Regions from separate parts of the Mus musculus genome. Here region 2 is linked to region 1. The links are chromatin contacts, called in public HiChIP or PLAC-seq maps. All regions are on one chromosome and are shown on one strand. The core of a region is the stretch at or near the end of the contact, and the rest is flanking DNA. Distances in the headings are between cores, read along the strand shown. Region 1 holds the start of 4833412C05Rik (RIKEN cDNA 4833412C05 gene). Region 2 has its middle 33 kb from the start of Igf1r.

Region 1 (3,986 bases), core at 1,442-3,941:
GAAATTCTGGACAGCACTATATCCAGAATGTAACGATTTTTGCCCTTGGACTTGAGACCTAGTGCGAGAGGTCAGTCCCTCTTGGAGAAGGCAGGAGTGCCTTCTATGACCGTCCATCAACAAACTCAGAGCAGGCTCTTGCTCTCTGTCCTGGGCAGATTATTTGTAATATGCACAATAGAGACTCTGCCTGAGGTCTGATTGGTACAGATCTAAACATCTCTCCTGTTATCCACCTCTGCCTCCAGGCACTTCTCTCAGCCGCATGCTGCACTCTCTGGGATTCTACATTTGACCTTCCTTTGGGTTCTGAATGCTCCTGTAACAAATAGCCAGACAGCGTATTGACCTACACCCTGCCTAGCCTCTCTGCCACGGTGTCAGCATTGTGTTGAGATGTGGATATGTGTTTTCTCTGGAGGGGGTTGGCTGGCATGCCCTACACAGGGAGACACCAGAGAATGACTCATCAGCCCAACAGCACCAACCTTTCAAGCCTCAGGAATCTCTTGAGCTGGTGGCTAAGTGATTGACAGATGAAAATCAGCCGTGACAGGGATGTTTTCAGCAGGGGCAGTAGATGCTAGGATACAGGGCTTTTCCTGTTGGCATGCAGATTAAGTACCAGCCAGTACATCACTAGGTACATGGCTCTGGCTTTAGCCAGCTGATTTCACTGGACACCAGGAGTCTCAGGTAAAGGATCCAAAAGGCAGTGACAAGCCAGGATCTGCCACTGCAGCAGCATCTGGATACATTGGCAACATCTGTGGGAGCAGGGAACGGTGCTCAGGGGTGCTGGAACCAGCTGCTATTTCCTAGTATCTCTGACTAGGTCTTCCTTCAGCTTGATTTCCTTTGTTTCCTGCCCAGTTTTTAAAGCCTCTTCTGCCTTCTTGTCAGTTCCAAACTGTCCCTTTCTGCCCTGCTAGCCAGAACCAGTTCCTACTAAGAGTCTCTGCCTTGTAGAGATGCTTAATTATTTGATAGTACATCTGGACATAGAGAACCCTCCCATTTTGCTTCCTTAAGACGAAGGGCTATGCTCATTTGCATAGTAAACCTATATGGAGTACCTACAGGCTGTGTGCTATGGCAGACCTAGTGTCAGGACATGTAGCTGACTAGGAAAAGCATGTCTCTGTCCTTGGGAACTTATTGAACTAAAAGAAGGCCAACATCAAACAACTAATTATGGAATTAATTCTTCACTGGGTCCTCCCATCAGCACTGGGTGACGCCAAACTATAGGTAAATATTTGAATCCCACAGAGGATACAAAGGAAACATGGAAACCGGAGACACCGCTCATGTCTCCCTTCCAAAGTCATCAGTTCAGCTGGCAATAGAGCCGAGAGCTTATGTAACTAAGAAACCATCCCACGCAAGTTCCCACACCAGAGGGACACGGGGGTCGTTAGTGTCCAATTCGGGGGATCAGGGAAGACTTTGTGGGGGATTTATTCACGGCCTTGACAGTGGATCACAAAGAGCTCAGCAATGAAGGAAGAAAGCATCCCTGTAAAATTAGCCACCTAAAGTTCCGCCACCCACCAAGGCCCACAGTTTAGTGCTGCCATGAGTCCCCTCTGAACAGCCACAGGACAAGATCCACTTATACACGCTGTTGACTCCCTGCTGTGTCCATTTAACAGTGTGTGGTGGATATTTGGCCTCTGACAATTATTCCTAGTCTACATCCCATTTAAGCAGCCAAAGACGATTCCATTACATGGGTGTACAGTAAACGAATCAAATCCCTATTAATGAACATTTAGGGTTTGGGTCAAGGGTATATACACTCTGGAACCCCAAGGCCTGAGCCTGAATCCAGTTAGTGACCTGGCTGGGTGGTAGGAGGAAGGCTGTGTTTCTGAAGGCGTGGTCCTTCCCCGTAGCAGAGGTACCTGCAGATGGTAATGATGTGGGATATTCAGAACAGTGGTTAGCACCCAGGGAGCGCTCAATCAAGGCTCGGATCGGACAGGCTATAAGCACTCTGTCATCCTGACCAAAGTGTTGGTTTGCTCCCCTCTGTTTCATCACTCAAAACACCCAAAGTGCACACAGTCAAAAAGCACATACATGAGCGCAATCATCTAGTCACCACTGTGATCGGTAAGAGGTAGTGAACGAGGAGAGCCTCTGACTCCTTCCTGGAACCCATCAGGACCCTCCCGTTATCCACAAACCATCTAGTGAGGTTTCTTGATTTGCCTTCTGGGTGGCCTTCTGGAATCTAAAGCAAGAGGAGCATTCATAACAAGTCAAGTCAGACGCTTTCACTACGATTTCAAGGAGGGGAAGCTGGAGTCGAGGCCATGTTTGAAAATATAGGTCAAATCTTGGTTTCTGTGGTTACTGAACACTGTCAGCCACTGTGACTCCCTCTGTGTGGGTGATGCCAAGGTTCAGAGGTCTGACAGCCCTGTCTAGCTCCTCTACAAGTGTCACCTCTCTCGCCCCTCCCCAAGGTCTGAGGCTTCTCTCAGCCCTACTGACCCCCAGGCCCGAGGGTCCTGAGCTTGGGCAACACCCAGGAGTAAGCTACTGCAGGTACCTTGCTCTTCATGCCTGAGGTTGGGGGCGGGGTGCTGGGACTGCTGCTGCTGAAGTTCGGGATGTCTCCATACCCCTGCAGTTCTACCCACTAGTCTGCTGCTGCATGTGGGGACTGCCGGGGAGCAGGGAGGAGGCCATGTGGGGAGGGAACAATGTAGTGGGTTGTTTAGCTGACTGTCAGCCTCGTTCTGGGATCCTCCTTTCCACGCCCCTTGGCTTAACCGCCACAGGCACAGCTCACAGAGGCAAGAGCCCCCTTATTTGGTCTTGGAAAGAAAGGGGAAAGGTTATCCTCGGATGCCTGCGGCGTTGGGTCATCAGCCCGCAGTTGCTGGCCCGCACCCGCGGGTGCAGTTCAGTCTCCCACCGGCAGGTGGCGGCACCGCGCAGGGTCTGGGGAGATGGCCAGCTGGTAAACAACCCGCAGGATCCAATGCCCTAGGGTGGGGACCCGCCCGGATGGGGGTGGGCGCCTTATGAGTCCGCACGTGGACAGTGATGCGGAGGGAGAAGCTAAGCTTCAGAGGAAGGGAATGGGGAGGAAAGAGCCCAATACCTTGTTTGTGGGAGAGTCAAGCTTCCCGAATTGCTCTGGCTGTAGGGTGTGACTTTGCCTTGATGGATTTCACGTGAGCGGCTGGAGAGTGCGCTGTGCCAGGCGGGAATCTGCTTCAAAGTCACCCACGCGGGTTCAGGGGACTCGAATCTCTGGATGTGTGTCAGTAAGGCACCGTGTGGGGCTCTGCACCAGCTGGGAGATTCGCTTTCTTGCCCATCCTTTTTCCTCTCAATCTCCTCTCTACCCCCCCCCCCCCGCCTCCTCCTTGCTCTTCCTGCCTCTCCGTGAGCCTGGGGGTGTGAAGCGACCCACTTTCCTCCTTGTGGCCCGAAGAGTTTTTAAGTTCGAACCGCCACGTGGCTGGTTCCTTTCCTACACCTTCCTGCAAGAGAACAATTGCCACCATTTTATCTTGAGGTTAGAAAGGCTCTGGTCACCCCAACAGTAATGGACAATGCTGGTTCCCCAAAGCCAATGTTTGTTTCAGTGATTGAGAACTGCCACACACACACACACACACACACACACACACACACACACACACACACACACACGCACGCACGCACGCACGCCCCCCACCCCCACCCTTGCCGCCGCCCCTTCCAGTGACTCCTCCAGGTAAAGCCCAGGGGTATCACAGGGAGCTGGCAGGGCATAGTGGCCTCCCAACACTTTAACACTTGCCTTTCATCCCAGCACTCAGGAAGCAGGGGGCTTAGTGAGTTTGAGCCTAGAGGGCCAGTCAGGGCTATATAATTACATTCTGTCTCAAAACAAAAACAAAAACAAAAACAAAACGCCAAGATTTGGGCTGTAGTGGTTAAGAACACTTGCAGCTCTTGTAGGTGACCCAGGCTGGATTCCC
Region 2 (4,050 bases), core at 98-2,597, 120 kb after region 1:
TACATATATATGTATATATAAAACACCATGGATATGTATCACATTATCATTTTTATGTACATATTTAGTTCTCATTTTTAATTTAAGTGACATTCCACTTATAATGGTTCCTCCACAAAGTACTCCATGAATACATAGAATATATTTTATCAATTAAAAAATTAAAATTACAGTGTCTAATGGTTGAATACCTGAAGAAGTCCAAGATCATTTGATTGTAGAGTGTAGCTAGGTTCACCCTCATATAGAGTGTAGCTGGGTTCGCCCTCACTGGGAAGGTGCCAGGTGTTGGCTAATCCATATGCAGAAAAGCCCAAGGCAACTGACTGTGGAAAGGGAGGGTAACTCCTGCACTTTGAACATGTCCTCTTGGCCCAGGTTCAGACCTTTGCCTCATCCAAGAAGGAGCCTTGTATCTACTGCTTAGAAGGTGGCTTGGATCTGTCTGTGTCGTCAGGAACATGGGACTCTGCCTCCCTGGGTTCTTGCATATTAGCAAAAGCTTTTCATTGGTGAATGATACAAATCTGCATTGCATACTTGACTAGAGTTAGGAAAGCCAAGCAAGTTCAGAATGTTTAGGGGAGCTACAGACCAGACTCCGGGCTTTGGTGTTCATCCTCCATCCATCCTCACGCATCCCTGAGGGCAGAGACGGACTATGTCAGTGTCTGGGGCCAGCATCACTATGTCTCTCCTCCACTTCCATGGCTTGCTTCTTTTTAGCCCTGCTGTAAGGAGAGTAAGGTTTCACAGTCATCCCTTGAGTGACAAAAGGGGTGGCAGAGGCCCTCGAATATTGAGGCACTTTCAGACTTGGGTACTGATGAGACCTGGGATGGCTTTGCAAGTCTGACTTCAGGGAACCTAGTTGTCAAAGTTTTTGTTTTTGTTTTTGTTTTTGTTTTTGTTTTTGTTTTTTTTTGTTTTTTTTGTTTTTTTGTTTTTTTGTTTTTTTTTAATGATAGGGGTTGAAGAAAGTTCCCATAGTGCTCCTAGGTGTGGGCAATGGCTGGTGATGGGTACAGACGGAAGAGGGCCCAACAGTGTGTGGGTGACACAGGTGTGGTCATGGAAGGTGAAGATCGTGTCCTGTGTTGAAAGTATGTTGAACTCTGACTCAATTCACACATGGGGGTAAGGTACAGCTCAGTGGCCACATGTTAACTGAGCATGCTCTAAGCCATGGGGGTCAATGCCAATGTTCCATCACACACACACACACACACACACACACATACACACACACACACACATACACACACACACTCCACCACCATGGACCCCACAGAGACAGCCACAAAAGAGGCTTCCTGGGCTACCAGTCAGGTGTGCAGCTTTGTCGGTCCAGCCTTGTACTATTAAAGACTATTTGCTCTGTACCTTCCTCCATTGTCTTAAGCGTTTACTGTGTACAGACATTGTTCTACAACACTAAAGAATTGATTTAAAAGTACACAAGTCGGGGTAAGGAGAGGACACAGGCAAGGAGAGGGGGGGGAGGCAGAGACAGCTAATCATTCCCAGGGTTAGCTCAGTGTTAGCGCTGAGGTCCTTCCCATTTTAGCAACGTAAACAACCCTGCCTGGACTGTTCCTCCATGCAGACCTCCTAGCACCTAACACAGGCACCCCCAAGAACAGCTTTCCATCTTCCTCCTGGGCATCCCCACTTTGGCTCCCAACTTCCTGGTGATGGTGGCAACTGGACTTTTTTTGACACTCTACTTCAAATACTTCAGCAAGAATCCTGGCATGCTCCCAGCAGGCATCTGCCTGGGGGCTCAAAGAAAGTGGCCAGAGAAGTCCAGATACAACCTCTGGCAGGAAAGTCTTTTGCTGCCTGAAACATTGTGATGCCATCAGCTGTTGCTCGGTTGTCTTATTTTTTTCTTTATGGATTCATAAAGTGAAGGTTGAATTTTCCTCTTGTGCTTTGTGTCTCCTTCAAAAATGGCCCTGCTAGCTAGAGAACTGAGAAACAGTGTTACCAACACACTGACCAGCCAGGAAAGAGAGTCGCAGTGGCCACCCATGTGTAGAAAAGGCTCCCTGGTGTGAGTTTATCTGATCTCAGGGGGATTCTTTTAGTGGTGATTGGTTAATATAAAACAGAGTAATTGTTACCTGTTAATATATCAACTAATTTGTTTGGATTTTTTTAAAGTTCTTTAGAGTCAAGCACGGTGTCACATGCCTGTCATTTTTAACCAGAGGCTGAGGCAGAAAGATTAACATAGGATCTAGGGACATATGGGGAAACCTGAGGATTAAACTAACCTGCAGACCAGATGTCCACTCCAGAAGGAGCTACAGCTATGCCAGCAAAAGCCTGCAGCTTCCCTACCCACCAGGGTGAAATTTTCAGTCTATGGTGTGTGGTATGTATGTGCGTGTGTGTTATGGTGTGTGTATGTGTGTGTTTATGTGAATGTGTCTGTGGGGGGTGGCAGTGGTGTGTGAACATGTATGTATGTGTGTGTGCATGTGTGGTATGTGGTGGGGGGGAGTGTCAGTGTGTATGTGTGTGTATGAGAATGTGTCTATGTGGGGGTGGGGGTATATGTGCATGTGCGTATTGTGTATGTGGTATCAGTGTGTGTGAATGTGATGTGATGTGTGTGTGTGTGTGTGTGTGTTTGTGGTGTCACTGTGTAGCAGAGACTGACCTCTGATTTATGATCCTGTTCAGCCTTCTCAGTGCTGGGATTCTGGGCATGTGCCACCACACCCACCGCTCACAGCATTTTGAGAAGTTCTCCTGCAAAGTTACAAAGTTCCCATCACCTTTCCAAGAGAATGGGTAAGGGTTTATCCAGCCTCTGTCAGAGTCTGAGTCCTGTCAGGGTGTCTCAGTCCCCACCTCACTAGGCTTCCACTGAAGGGCCACCAGTGGCAGATGGTAGCAACTCTTGAGCATCCTCTGCTGTCCACCTACCTGTGACTAAAGACAGTGAATTCTGTGCAAAAGGTTTTTCTCTATTGTGTGGATGGACTCCGTTCTTAAGGCTGGAAGAGATACACCTGGGGTCTTACTTCTATTCCTCTGCGGATGCACGAGGTGGAAGACCAAGTGAAGAGGCCTTGAACCAGCTTCCTGTTTCCAGCCCATGCTAACACCATGTGTATTGCTGCCAACCACAATTGATCAATTATGCTTCCCCTCTTTGTCTCTCTGTCTCTGTCTCTGTCTCTGTCTCTGTCTCTCTCTCTCTCTCACACACACACACACACACACACACACACACACACACACACAGACAGACACACACACACACGGACTCCTTAGAAGAAGCCCATCCATCAGCTGGGACAAGGACAGGTACATCTCAACCACCACACAGTGAGGGAGAGCTTTGCTGTGACTGCAATTTCATGTCCTCTTGTCACGCTATCTTCTGCTTGGCTCACAGTTCTACCAAACCATTTGCATGGCACTGATGACTCTAGGCTCAGGATAAGGAACTACTCTACTGAGCTGGGGACATTGTAGAGAAAACACTAAGTCACTCAATAACTTCCATAGTTTGTCCCATTAGACTGTTAACTCTGCACAGCTCACTGACAGTCATCTCTACTCCCTAGCCATGCAGGAGAACTTCTTTACCCATACAAACTAACAACCTGTATTGTTATTACCAGTAACATTTTTTTGGTGTGTGTACACCTGTGTCCATGTATGTGCAGGTGCATGTGCACATGTGAAGGCCAGAAGTTGATCTTGAGTATCCTTCCTCTGAAACTGTCTATCTTGTTTTGGAGACAGCGTCTCCCACTGGCCTTGAGCTCACCAATTACGCTAGGCTGGCTTGCTAATGAGCTCCAGAGACCCACCAGTCTCTGTTTCCCCAGATCTGGGCTTACAAACACCCTGATGCCCAGATTCTTTTATGTGGGTTCTAGGGGTTGGAACACAGGTCCTCTGGCTGTCAAGGCAAGCACTTCACTAACCTAGCTATCTACCCACCCTAGAGTTAGTACTTATAACCAGAATGTATCTTTACTAATTTGTATATGCATTCTCTTCTTTTACGTAGTATCAATTACATAG

Evidence for each region. HiChIP or PLAC-seq counts read pairs in DNA pulled down with a chosen protein or histone mark.
Region 2: a contact with region 1 is called in an H3K27ac HiChIP or PLAC-seq map of extraembryonic endoderm stem cells, with 3 times the contacts expected there. The contact joins the enhancer-like site here to the promoter of 4833412C05Rik in region 1. A contact is called at or near these places in 1 of 39 promoter capture datasets (embryonic stem cells), 11 of 484 Hi-C or Micro-C datasets (ECoMG-derived neutrophils, the HL-1 cell line, Sertoli cells and 7 more) and 7 of 115 datasets of contacts at active chromatin or transcription factors (differentiating embryonic stem cells, embryonic limb bud, embryonic stem cells and 4 more).

The regions. Positions count from the first base shown.
Region 1 is chr7:67,800,805-67,804,790 of GRCm38.p6, forward strand. It overlaps 4833412C05Rik (RIKEN cDNA 4833412C05 gene), which reads right to left and starts at 2,692. Exons shown (of 3, transcript NR_045954.1): 1 at 2,561-2,692. Gm34350 (a long non-coding RNA gene) reads left to right here and starts at 2,385. Exons shown (of 3, transcript XR_391567.3): 1 at 2,385-2,556.
Region 2 is chr7:67,917,629-67,921,678 of GRCm38.p6, forward strand. No RefSeq gene overlaps it. Among named protein-coding and RNA genes, the nearest start is that of Igf1r, 33 kb to the right of the region's middle. Within about 2 kb of position 1,348, at least 16 of the 459 cell types and tissues checked have an H3K27ac peak or open chromatin away from gene starts, as enhancers often do. A contact at or near this core is called in Sertoli cells and extraembryonic endoderm stem cells, where this site is marked.